3 separate regions of the Mus musculus genome follow, and all the other regions are linked to region 3. A link is a contact called in public promoter capture Hi-C data. All regions are on one chromosome and are shown on one strand. Each heading gives the region's core, a stretch centred on a gene start, on an enhancer-like site or on the middle of the called end of the contact. The rest is flanking DNA. Distances are from core to core; before and after follow the strand shown. Region 1 holds the start of Pbxip1 (pre B cell leukemia transcription factor interacting protein 1). Region 2 holds the start of Zbtb7b (zinc finger and BTB domain containing 7B). Region 3 holds the start of Fam189b (family with sequence similarity 189, member B).

The links. Capture Hi-C pulls out chosen DNA fragments and counts their contacts.
Region 1: a promoter capture Hi-C map of adipose tissue shows a contact between it and region 3. The contact joins the promoter of Pbxip1 here to the promoter of Fam189b in region 3. A contact is called at or near these places in 2 of 39 promoter capture datasets (erythroid cells and liver), 3 of 115 datasets of contacts at active chromatin or transcription factors (bone marrow-derived macrophages, effector CD8 T cells and pancreatic cancer cells) and 3 of 9 other capture datasets (adipose tissue, embryonic stem cells and liver).
Region 2: a promoter capture Hi-C map of adipose tissue shows a contact between it and region 3. The contact joins the promoter of Zbtb7b here to the promoter of Fam189b in region 3. A contact is called at or near these places in 1 of 39 promoter capture datasets (erythroid cells), 2 of 484 Hi-C or Micro-C datasets (the HL-1 cell line and embryonic stem cells), 1 of 115 datasets of contacts at active chromatin or transcription factors (embryonic stem cells) and 3 of 9 other capture datasets (adipose tissue, liver and pancreatic islet).

The regions. Positions count from the first base shown.
Region 1 is chr3:89,435,257-89,438,673 of GRCm38.p6, forward strand. Pbxip1 (pre B cell leukemia transcription factor interacting protein 1) reads left to right here and starts at 1,448. Exons shown (of 11, transcript NM_146131.2): 1 at 1,448-1,524.
Region 2 is chr3:89,392,099-89,395,917 of GRCm38.p6, forward strand. It overlaps Zbtb7b (zinc finger and BTB domain containing 7B), which reads right to left and starts at 1,280. Exons shown (of 3, transcript NM_009565.5): 1 at 937-1,280. It overlaps Gm15417 (predicted gene 15417), which reads left to right. Exons shown (of 2, transcript NR_040403.1): 1 at 1-408.
Region 3 is chr3:89,181,398-89,185,012 of GRCm38.p6, forward strand. It overlaps Fam189b (family with sequence similarity 189, member B), which reads left to right and starts at 1,746. Exons shown (of 12, transcript NM_001014995.2): 1 at 1,746-2,551; 2 at 2,755-2,811; 3 at 3,016-3,126; 4 at 3,233-3,352; 5 at 3,492-3,599. The coding sequence starts at 2,327. It overlaps Gm45927 (predicted gene, 45927), which reads left to right. Exons shown (of 19, transcript NM_001310017.1): 18 at 529-646; 19 at 902-1,373. The coding sequence ends at 1,048. Scamp3 (secretory carrier membrane protein 3) reads left to right here. Exons shown (of 9, transcript NM_011886.3): 8 at 529-646; 9 at 902-1,373. The coding sequence ends at 1,048. Gm16069 (a long non-coding RNA gene) reads right to left here and starts at 3,030. Exons shown (of 3, transcript XR_003954659.1): 1 at 2,620-3,030; 2 at 511-1,580.

The DNA of each region.
Region 1 (3,417 bases), core at 198-2,697, 250 kb after region 3:
TTTGTAGATCCTCAATGTGGGAACCTCCGCTTTTGGAGCAATTCTTGGGCTAGTCGGAAGCCAGATGGGGTTGGAGCCAAGGCCTCTGGCATCAGGGCCTGAGCTCTGGATTTAAACCTTCCAGTTCCCTTGCGTCCAGAGTTTTTATTTCAGACATTTATTTGGGGTGCCCAAGGAGGTGACAGGTGAAGATACTTTGGGCTGACCTGAGGATCTGAGTTCAATCTCTGAAACCCATGGGTGGAAGGAGAGAACTGACATGGCAGCTTGCCCTCTGCCCTGTGTCCCACGGCTGGTATGTATCCTCACACACAAGTAAGGTGGGGTTTTTGTTTGTTTGTTTGGTTGGTTGGTTTTAAATATGAGTTTTCAGGCTGGATGGCTCACCAGTTAAGAACTCCTGTTTTTTTCCAGAGGACTCAGGTTCAAGTCCCAGCACCCACGTGGCAGCTCACAACCATCTGTAACTCTAGAATGCTACAGCCATGCTGGCAAAACACCCATCCACATAAAAATTTGAAATTTCTTAAATGCTTCCCCTTCCATTTTACAGATGACAGACAGCGCTCCACTGCTGGGTCACATCCAGCCCTGACTTTAATTTGTGGATGCTTTTCTGCCTCGGTTCTTCCATTGTTTTTGTTTGAGTTTTTTTTTTTTTTTTTTTTTTTGCTTTTGTTTTAGTTTGGTTTTGGTTTGGGATTTGTTTAGTAGCCCAGGCTGGACTTCAACATCCACTTCTTCAGTCTTTCCAGTGGTGGGATTATAGCACCTCCCTCCATTAATTTTTTAAAAATTTATTATCTTGTGTCTGTATGATCTCTTGAGGTGCAAACATGTGCACACGTGGAGGTTTTACCCAGCTAAGACATCCCACAGGGTGTGCGTGTGCATGTGTAGCAGGATCTCACTATGTAGCCCTCACTGGCCTGGAACTCACTATATATAGATTTGGCTGATATCAAACTCAAGAGATCCACCTGCACACCTGCCTCTGTCTCCCAGGAGCTGGCACCACCATGCTTGGCCGTCTTCCATATCCAAAGTAGTGGCATCCTTAGTCTGCATTGGGGCGGATAAGAGTGGTGAGAGGGCTATTTCTAAACCCACAACTTGCACTGGACCCCATCCCCCATCCTACAGCTGTCTCTGTCTATCCTGGGACCAACATGGCACCTGGTCCTTGCCCCCTCATCAGACAGCACCTTTCAGTTTTAGGTCTTCCTACTAGACACTAGACACTGAGAAAAGAGGGGAGGTCTCCCAAATTTACTTTGCTGGAGACCAAATTGCCCACCAAAAAAGATAAACCAAGGGAGAGAGGTACTGCGTAGACCTTCTCTCCCCTGCCTGGGCGTTCAAGTCCAGCTTTTCATTGGTCAAAAGTTCCCCCTCACCCCCCCCCCCCGCGGGGAAGTCGACTTTTCACTGGTCAAACACTAGCCACGTGACTCCCCTCTTGTCTTCCTGGGCTGGGAGGTTGCAACAAGTTAAGCTGAAGACTGAAGCGAGGAGCTGGGTCAGGTAAAGGAGTCCTTGCCGGGAAGGGGCGTTACAGACTCCCACTTTATCCCCAGATAACAAAAGAGGGCAAAGCTGTATAAAAGGAGTGGGCAGCCCCGGCGTCCACATACTGCCCAACACAGGACCGAAGGGCGGGGAAGGAGGGAGACAGATGATTCCGAAGCAGGAACTCAGGCAAGTTTTTGTGGTCCCAGGTCCTTCCCTTTAAAGGTCAGACAGAGAAGGAAGTTAGAGACAATCAAGGGCATATCAAACCAGACTTCCCAGTTTTGTGCAGACTGGGAACACTCTCTTTTTTAGAAACAGCAGAAGTTTTTGTGAAATCCTGCCTGAGTGAAAAGGGGAGAGAGAGTAGTGGGTGGGTTTTCTTCTTAGAGGTCAAAGACTGCCCTAAAATCACAGCTGGGAAGGGTGGCAGCTAAGTGGGCTCTGGATTGCTTAGACAGGCTTCCTAATAAGGTATTAATGTGCCGATGTGCCGGCCTGGGAAAGCGGGGATGCTTTTTGGTATCAAGGGTTGGGACCCCGAGTGCAGGGGTTCTAGGAAGACTTCTGCTTCAGTTTTAGGTTTGTCTTGTTGACCTAAATACCATACCATTGCCGATTTCCATGGAGACGATGGGTCTGACATCACCCTGGTTGCCATGGTGCTGAGTTCTGGAGGACCTGAGCAGGCTGTAAACAGCCAGGGATAAACAGGGACCTCTGCTCTAGCTGCTGTGGCCACTTCCTTCCTGCTGCCACCTGTTAACAGTCACACACAGCAACTGGGGATGGCAGGACAGTGGAGGGACTGAGAGCCAAAAGCTGAAGGAAGATGGCTGTGTGGGTGTCACTAGAAGAAGGGGGTGGGGAGTTCGGGGTTTTTTGGGGACTTGGTATAGGGAAGTCATTGCAATTGTTTTGTCCCTGTGTGGGATGGGTATCAGTGTCTAGGAGACATGAGCATTGTGGAAGACACCACTAGATGTCCTTTACCTATCTTGGGCCTGAATCTTGCCCAACAGGAGCCACAGGATTTTTTTTTTTTTTAATGATTTATTTATTTAATGTAAGTACACTGTAGCTGTCTTCAGACACACCAGAAGAGGGAGTCAGATCTCGTTAGGGATGGTTGTGAGCCACCATGTGGTTGGTGGGATTTGAACTCAGGACCTTCGGAAGAGTAGTCTGGTGCTCTTACCTGCTGAGCCATTTCACCAGCCCCAGAGCCACAGGGTTTTTTAAGGCAATCATGCAGGACTTAAACCCAGTGGGAGTAGTTGGGGAGCATTTGGCTGGTACAGTCAAATTTCACATTCTGCCTTTTCTGCCAGTGGGTCAGCTAGCTGTCTGTCACTCCATCCTCTTACTTGATCCCGGTTGCACCGCCCTAGCCCAAGGGCACAGCCTTGCTTTATGCTGGTCTTTGGAAGTAGAGGGTGATACCTTAACCCCAGCTGCCCTTAGCTGTGATTAGCAAGGGACAGGATCAGAGACCCAGTTCCCCACCCCCCATTTTGCAGATCTTAATGTAATTTATCGATGGTAATTGCCACAACCCCCGCTCCTCCACTTCTCCCCAGTCACTTTCAAGATCCCAGAGATCAACCTGTACAATTTAAGGTTGAGAGGGAGTGACCCAAGTGGGCCGCTGGGCCCTACAGTATTGGAAAACTTCCTTCCTGCTCACTCCAGTGGTAATCCTAGCTGAGCCCTGCACAGCCAGTGCTGAGAACCCCTAAACCGGTAGTCCCTAACCTTCCTAACGCTGCAACCCTTTAATACAGTTCCTCATGTTGTGGTGACCCCCAACTGTGAAATTATTTCGTTGCTACTGCAGAACTGTAGTTTTGCTGCTGTCACAAATCCTAGTGTAAATCTCTGATACGCAGGATATCTGGTATGTAAGCC
Region 2 (3,819 bases), core at 30-2,529, 210 kb after region 3:
CCGCCCCCCCCGCTCTGGCCAGGACACGTCGCTCTCTTACTTGGGTGGGGTGGGAGGAGGGGAGAGAAAGCTGGAAATGGAAAGCAGCGCCCCCCACCCCTCTGAATGGCCAACCTCGGCCAGCGGTGCGCACTAGGTTTCTACCACACAGCGACCCCCACTCTGCTCAGGGCAGGTGCGCCGGCGCCGGCGGCAAGACCGCTGGTAGGTCGAGTTCTTATCACCCACCCTCGCACTGGAGTTGTGAGAGCAAAAGCTGACTTTGAAAAGGTGGCGGTGGGCCTGAGGCTTGAGAGACCGGAATGTGATTGCGGAGCGGGAGGGGCAGAGGGGTCGTCCTGCTGAGCCGCACTACCGCTGGAGAGACGACGCGGCTCTGGAAGCGCAAGAAACCGAATAGTCCAGCCGGTAACTTTCCCCCAAGCCGCGGTTCCTCCCGCTGCCCCCCACCCCCCGTGCCACTGGCCTGGGTCCAGCCCACCGTGCCAGGGGGGCGCGGAGCTGGGTGGGTGGGTGGGGACACGCGTTGTCCTAGTTATAGTCCGTCAGGGTTTCCATTCCCTCCATTCGGTCGGGTCTGGGGTCTCCCCCTAAAGTCACAAAAGCGACTGGGGGTAGGGGTAAGTTCAGTGCAGCTCACCCCCTCTCCATCCCGTAGCTCACAGTCTGTATGATATTAGAAGTGCAAAGAAAGTTTCTGGAGACCCTCCGCTCAGAGTTGGGGGGAGGCCAATAGTCCATAGTTCTCTACCTTTCCTCCAAGTTAAAACCAATTCCAAAGACCCAGGAAAGCTACAGGGAATGCGACTGGTTGAAATCTGGTGTGTGTGTGTGTACGTGTGTGTACAGGGGTCTCACAGGACGCACGAAGGACACTGCAGTAGGCTCGAGTTTAGTGTATCCCGAGCCAAGGGACAAAAAGTGGGGTTCACTTACCTTTCAGCCGTTGGGTCCGTTCGCTGGAGCTGCAGAGGCACAGGGTGTAGGAAGAAGCGCGTCCCCCGCCAGGCTGGGGGGCTTGGGGCTCTGCTCCGGTCCTGGTCAGAAGGCCGCGGTCAGTGGCTCGCTGCTCGTTGCTGGGGGGCTCCTCCTCCGCCACCCTTTGCCTCCTCCTGTTGCCCGCCCCCCCCTTGGCCGCGGAGAGCCGTACATTCACCTGGCTTCCACTCGCCCCCCCCCCCAAGGCCCGCCTCACCTGTCCTGCTGTCTCACCTGTCCTCTCTCTTGCTTTCCCCCCATCCCTCCCCTCCCTCCCCCCGCCCCTGCCACCCCCAAACTCCCCCCCCACCCTTAGCAACACCCTCTGTCACTTCCTGGTTTTTCATCCGCCCCCCCCAGGCACCCCCTCCCTCCGCCCAATAAGGACATAAACTTCCACCTCTTCCAACAGCTAGTTCCAGCAGGGAGCATATGGGTCCCTCCCTCCTTTTCGTCCCTTTTCTCCGAGATTTTGCTTCGCTCCCTGAGCCTTTCCCACCCTTTTCCTTTCCCTTCTTTCCTTCAAACTCCCTTCACCTGCCGCGATCCCTCTCCCTCTCTGCTTTCTACCACTATCTCCTCCGGTCCACCTTAACTGGAGCTCCGCCTCCGACCCCCGTCCAGCCCTCTGCTGCTGCCCAGCTCCACCCCTTGCACGCCACCGCCCTGCCCATCCATTGGCCTGAACACCCGCCTATCCCATGTGGGACGCGCCTAGGGTTCATCCAGGGAGGGGGTGGAGCCTGGGCTGGCCAGAAACCAGAAGGGGAGGGAGGCCGAAGACAGTGTCCGCAGTGGCCAGGGAATGGAGCAGCCCCCTCAGGGACTTCCTCTCTTTCAAGAGGGGCTTCTGTAGGGTCACCACCTGGGGAGGGAATGGTATGAGAGGTTACGGATACGCTGCTGGGGATGAAGACCTAAAATTTAGAAAGAGTGGGGTCCTGCCGAGGGGCTTTAACCAGGTCAGAGCCCCAGGAAGAGAGAGAACCTCTAGACATTGAGCTTCAGCCTCTTGGCCCATCCCCCTCCGAGGGAGCGGGGGAGTCGAGTCTGTGGGCACTCTGTGTCCCTCCCCACGCGTGACGGCGCCCCGCGGGGAGGGAACAGTGCCCGGGGCAAGGAGCCTTTGCGCTCTAGCCAGTGCCCGTTGCTGCCTTGGCATTTTCAAAGGGGAGGGACTGAGTCTGGGAAGGGGAAGGGGGAGGTGCGCTCCCTCTGGGGCCCCGACGCTTTGCCTTCAACCAGCCGGTACTTTTAGTGGAGAAACTGAGACCCTACAGTGGAGGGATCTTGGCGCAGATTCACTCAGACCCCGAGGTGACGATAGAGACCTGGGTGGTTTAGGATGTTTGCTTAAGTGGGTTTGGGAAAAACCGGTATTCGTATTTAAGTGCCCGACCCAAAGAATGGTAGTCTCTGAGGGACGCTTACAACTGGGCTGGCGATGCTATAGACCCCAAAAGGGCCCCTCCTACTCGTTTCAAACGGAGTCAAATCCCGCTCTCTAGGACCAGGTTCGGCTTCGCAGCAGCAGGCCAGGCGGAACCGGGTCGGACTTGTTCTCTTTCCCAGCTCCCTCCGCAGGGGGCCTCCTTCCCTTTCCAGCAGGTGGCTCCGCAGGACACCAGCTCAACCTGTTGGACCACAATGGGCGGTGCCAGGGGGGCCCTGGCCCTCACCCGGGCTGACCCGGGATCCCCAAGCAGGGGGAGGGGTGGAGTCGGCCCTTCCCTCCCTCTTTCTCCCCCCCCCCCCCCCCCCATGACTCAGCCTCGAGGCCGCTGCTCTGCCCCTCAGCCAGGGGCGGAAAGTGTGAGGCGCCCCGGAGGGCTCAAGCCAAACTAAACAGCCCCTCACCCCAGACATTATCTCACTGGAGAATTAGGGGGGCAATAGGGACCAGTGGCTAGCATGAGGAACTCTGGCTCAAGCAATCCGTTCCGGGTTTTCCTATCTGTTTCTGTCCCGCTTTCCCCCGCCCCCAACACCAGCACGCCCTAGGTCAAGTCTGATCTTTGCTCCAGGTTTTCCTAGCGGCCCCGCAGGACTGTCGGAAGGATTCCGAGCAAGATGTGTCTGGACTAGGGTTTTTCCCTTCCTTCTACTGTCAGGGTCCTGCTGACCAGGGAGTAAGCCGTGCTAGGCAACAGTACTAGACACCTAAGTAAAGTGGAGGGAAAACTGCTTTCACGAGAAGGGTACAAGATCTAGGAAAAAGATTTGGGAGAGGGTAGGAAAGTGGCCCAGGGCTCCAGAAGAGTGAGGGTCTTGTCACTAGCTCTAAGGGACTTAGACGCGAACCGCTTTGTTGTTCCACCCCTGCCTCTGGAATTGCTTCTGGCTAGACACAACCCGGGTCTTTCTGCGGCTGGATTATCATTCTTTAGCAGTTCTGGAAATCTACTGTTAGTTCCTTAGTGGCTCTTTTCCATTTCATGTTTCCATGTTTGCTTTTCCTTGTGGTACAAATAGTTATTAGTTCCCTTTCATGTTGGGGGAACACGGACTTGAAATTTCTGTCTAAATCCCCTCCCCCGCTTTGGGTCGTAACTGCCAAACCAGAGACCGAGGCCAAGAAGCGCTGGTGGAACCCCGCCCCCTTATTGGGAATCTGGCGTCTCCCCTGACCCCCATATCAATCCCATATACACCTGAGCTGCTATAGAACTGGAAGGCAAGTGTGGGGTGTGCAGGGGCTTCCTGGTGAGCGTCCCCCATCCTCACATTCAGACTTACATCTTCAGGCAACTTTCTAGATTCTAGACTTTAATGCACGAGAGAAGTAGGTGAGTAAATACCCCGAGAATGAGATGTTTGCCCTGAGAAGGATAAAAGCCGCAG
Region 3 (3,615 bases), core at 496-2,995:
CAGGGCACTCTATGGCTAGAGCCAAGACAGCAGTAGACAGGCAGAGGCTGAAAATTAATTTTCCTGGAGAGGCCATGTCACAATGGACGAAAGATCAAGGGAGTGCCCAGAAGTGAGAAGGATCTCTTTCTCTCTCTCTCTTTTTTTTTCTTGGTTTTTTTGAGACAGGGTTTCTCTGTGTAGCCCTGGCTGTCCTGTCCTGGAACTTACTTTGTAGACCTGGCTGACCTCGAACTCAGAAATCTGCCTGCCTCTGCCTCCCGAGTGCTAGGATTAAAGCCGTGGGCCACCATGCCTGGCTCGAATCTGTTTTTCATGAGGATGCCAGGAGAGCTAGGAGCGGATGCTTCAGAAATGACTGAAAAGTATGAAGAGAATAGATGTAGTGGGATTGGTTCATGGGATGCCGCCATATTGGCCGAGGCCCTGACCGTTGATGGGCCTGGAGCATGTTCTTAGACCTAGGGGACTCCGGGTGAGCAGAGCCCCGGCAGAGTGGTCGGTCCTCACCCGTGCATCTTCCCACAGCGGCTGGGTGACTGCTCTGGTGGTGGTGGGATCCAAACCTGCCGTGGCGGTGCTCATGCTGCTCGTCGCCCTGCTCTTCACCGGCATCGCAGTGCTGGGAATCGTGATGCTGAAGCGGGTGAGGGCCGGTCGGGAGAAGGTGGGGCTGGGGAGTGAGATCATTGGGTCCCTAGGGGCTGCTGAGTGGAACATTAAGGAAATGGGGCAGGGCGGGTGGGTTATCAACTAATGGACTTTCTTGGGTGGGTGAGTTTGTGTGTTTGGAGGGAGTGCCAACGCAGAAGGAACGGTACAAAGCAGGAGACTAGTGAGTGGTGCCATCCTCCTGGGATGGGAGGGGCCTGCCTCCCTTATAATCTCTTCCCTCTTGCAGATCCACTCCCTGTACCGCCAAACGGGTGCCAGCTTTCAGAAGGCCCAGCAAGAATTTGCTGCTGGTGTCTTCTCCAACCCTGCGGTTCGAACTGCTGCTGCCAATGCAGCTGCCGGAGCTGCTGAAAATGCCTTCAGGGCCCCTTGACCCCTGCTGCACCCGCTGGGATGCCCTGGGCCTGTCACCTGTGGGAACCAAGATAGTCCCTATCCCTGAAGTCTCTGGGATTCAGGGAGCCATCACCACTTGGTGACTTCTATGGGGCTCTTCATTCCACAGCCATGACTTTAATCCTGACTTGAGGTGTGGAGAGCCCGCTGTGACTCAGTCATTATTTGCCTTTTATCTCCCATCTGGCCACACTGCTGCCGCCACCTCTCACACAACCCCAACCCCAGTTTCCTTCTGCTGTGCCAAGGATGTCTTCTTCCGTTATTTAAATTAAAGAAAAAAAAGTGTAACTGGAACTCACCCATTTCCTGTATCTTTACTGGAGATTGGGCCATTGTATGGAGTGGGGAACTGGGGTGGAAACACTCTGCAAGGAGAGGGTTGCACTTGGCAAAGTGGGCAGGCTGATAGGCGGGAGATGGGGGAGCCCCAGCTCGGTTTACCATGCCTCTGTTAATGATGAATGAGCAGTCAGTCCCTTTTGGTGTGAACACCTCATCCCGGGAACCTGTGGGGCAGAAAATGGACCCAGAAATGATCCTTAACTGCTCAGGCTTCAGGGCGAGGCTAGGGATGGAGGAGGGCCTCTCCCTATCTCCTCCCTTCCCCAGGGTTGCTTTCAGACTACAGCTCCCGGGATGCATTGCACCACCCACCACACCCCTCCTCCGCACCACGCACCATCCACCATCCCCCACCTCCACAGGCTGACCTGCTGCAGCTGGAGGAGCTAAGGAAGCCGAGCATGGTGGGGAGGGGAGCGGGTCTGCGACTCTGGAGACAGTTTCCACGGCCTCTCCCCACCAGGCGGCCCTGAATGGCCAAACGCACCTCTAGTTCCTGCATGCAGACCTTCCCCCTCTCTGTAGACTTGTTTGCATCCCTCTCGCTTTTGCCCTCCCCACCCTTGCCTGGGTTCCGGAACGCTACTCTTCAGTCTGGGATCAGCCCTTCTCGGCACCCCTCTTCATTAAGGAAATGCAATGAACCGGTGCCCTCGCGTCCTCATCGCCTCCCCGGGCACGGTACCCGTTTGGTGGTGGGGAGGGAGCCCCTCACTGTCCCTTCGTGACGCCCCTCCTTTGGGCCTCCTTCCAGCTGGCGTCCCTGGGCGATGCCCCAGAGGACCTAGCCAGGAGGTGGGCTTTACAGCGAGGGCTGTGGAAAGGATAAAGAACCAGGGCTTGGGTGCTTCTGAGATGCTCACAAGTATCAAGGGGGACCGAGCGAGGTGCGAGCAACTGGGCGGCAGGCATGATGCCCTCGCCCAGTGACTCCAGTCGCTCGCTGACCAGCCGGCCCAGTACCCGGGGCCTTACCCACCTCCGCCTCCACCGACCCTGGCTCCAGGCCCTGCTCACGTTGGGGCTGGCCCAGGTGCTCTTGGGCATCCTGGTGATAACCTTCAGCATGGTGGCCTCCTCTGTCACCACCACCGAGAGCATCAAGAGGTCCTGCCCATCTTGGGCTGGGTTCTCGGTGAGTGGGGTCCAAAGAGTATATAGTACTGGGGTGGGGGAAGCTTCTTAGGCCCCATCCCTCCTCACCTGCAAGCCCACATGGTTGTCTTTCCTTCTTCTCCCAGTCCTCTCCCTCCTTGCAGGGCTGGGTGCATCCTGTGGCAAGGGGCTCACTTAGGTGCTTCCCCTGCCAAGCTGAGCCTGTGCCCACTCTGTCCCTAGCTGGCGTTCTCCGGGTTGGTTGGCATTGTGTCCTGGAAGCGGCCATTCACTCTAGTGGTAGGTGCCAAGGCCCGATGCCCACTAGGAAGCAGGTGCCCAGCAGCGAAGGGGATTTACCCCCCCCCCCCCCGTTATGCCTCCCAGGAGCTTTCCAGTTGGTATAAGGCTAGCAGAAGCTGTCTGAGAAGAGGGTGGCTCATTCTGTGGAAGAGGGATGCTGCTGAAGGTCCCAGCCCTGAGATGCCACCTTCTTTCCCTCAGATCTCTTTCTTCTCCTTGCTTTCGGTGCTCTGTGTCATGCTTAGCATGGCTGGCTCTGTTCTCTCCTGTAAGAATGCTCAGCTGGCTCGGGACTTCCGAGAGTGCTCCATGGTGAGATTTGAGGAGGGAAACCTGGAAGGAAGGGGTTAGGAGAGATGGGAGGAAGCCGTGAGTTTGCTCTGACCCGGGCTGCCTTGCCCTTTGCACTCCCACACAGGAAGGGAAGGTCTGTGTATGCTGCCCACCTATCCCCCTACACAGACCTTGCCCAGAATGGGGCCAGGAGCTGAAAGTTGCCCTCAACTCCACCTGTGATGAAGCCAGAGGGGCCCTCAAGGTGAAGAAGCCCTCCCCAGCCCTTCCCCCTACACTCTTATTTTGGGTCTCCTTTGCTCCCCTCCTGGAGTTTTCAAAGGCTCAAGTGTGTAAGGTTTTTCTGTCCCGGGCCCCTTACTCTTCTCCTTTATCTTCTCCAGAACCTGCTCTTCAGTGTCTGTGGCCTTACCATTTGTGCTGCAATAATCTGTACCCTCTCTGCTATTGTCTGCTGTGTCCAGATCTTCTCCCTGGATCTGGTGCATATGGTAAGAAGGGAGCCAA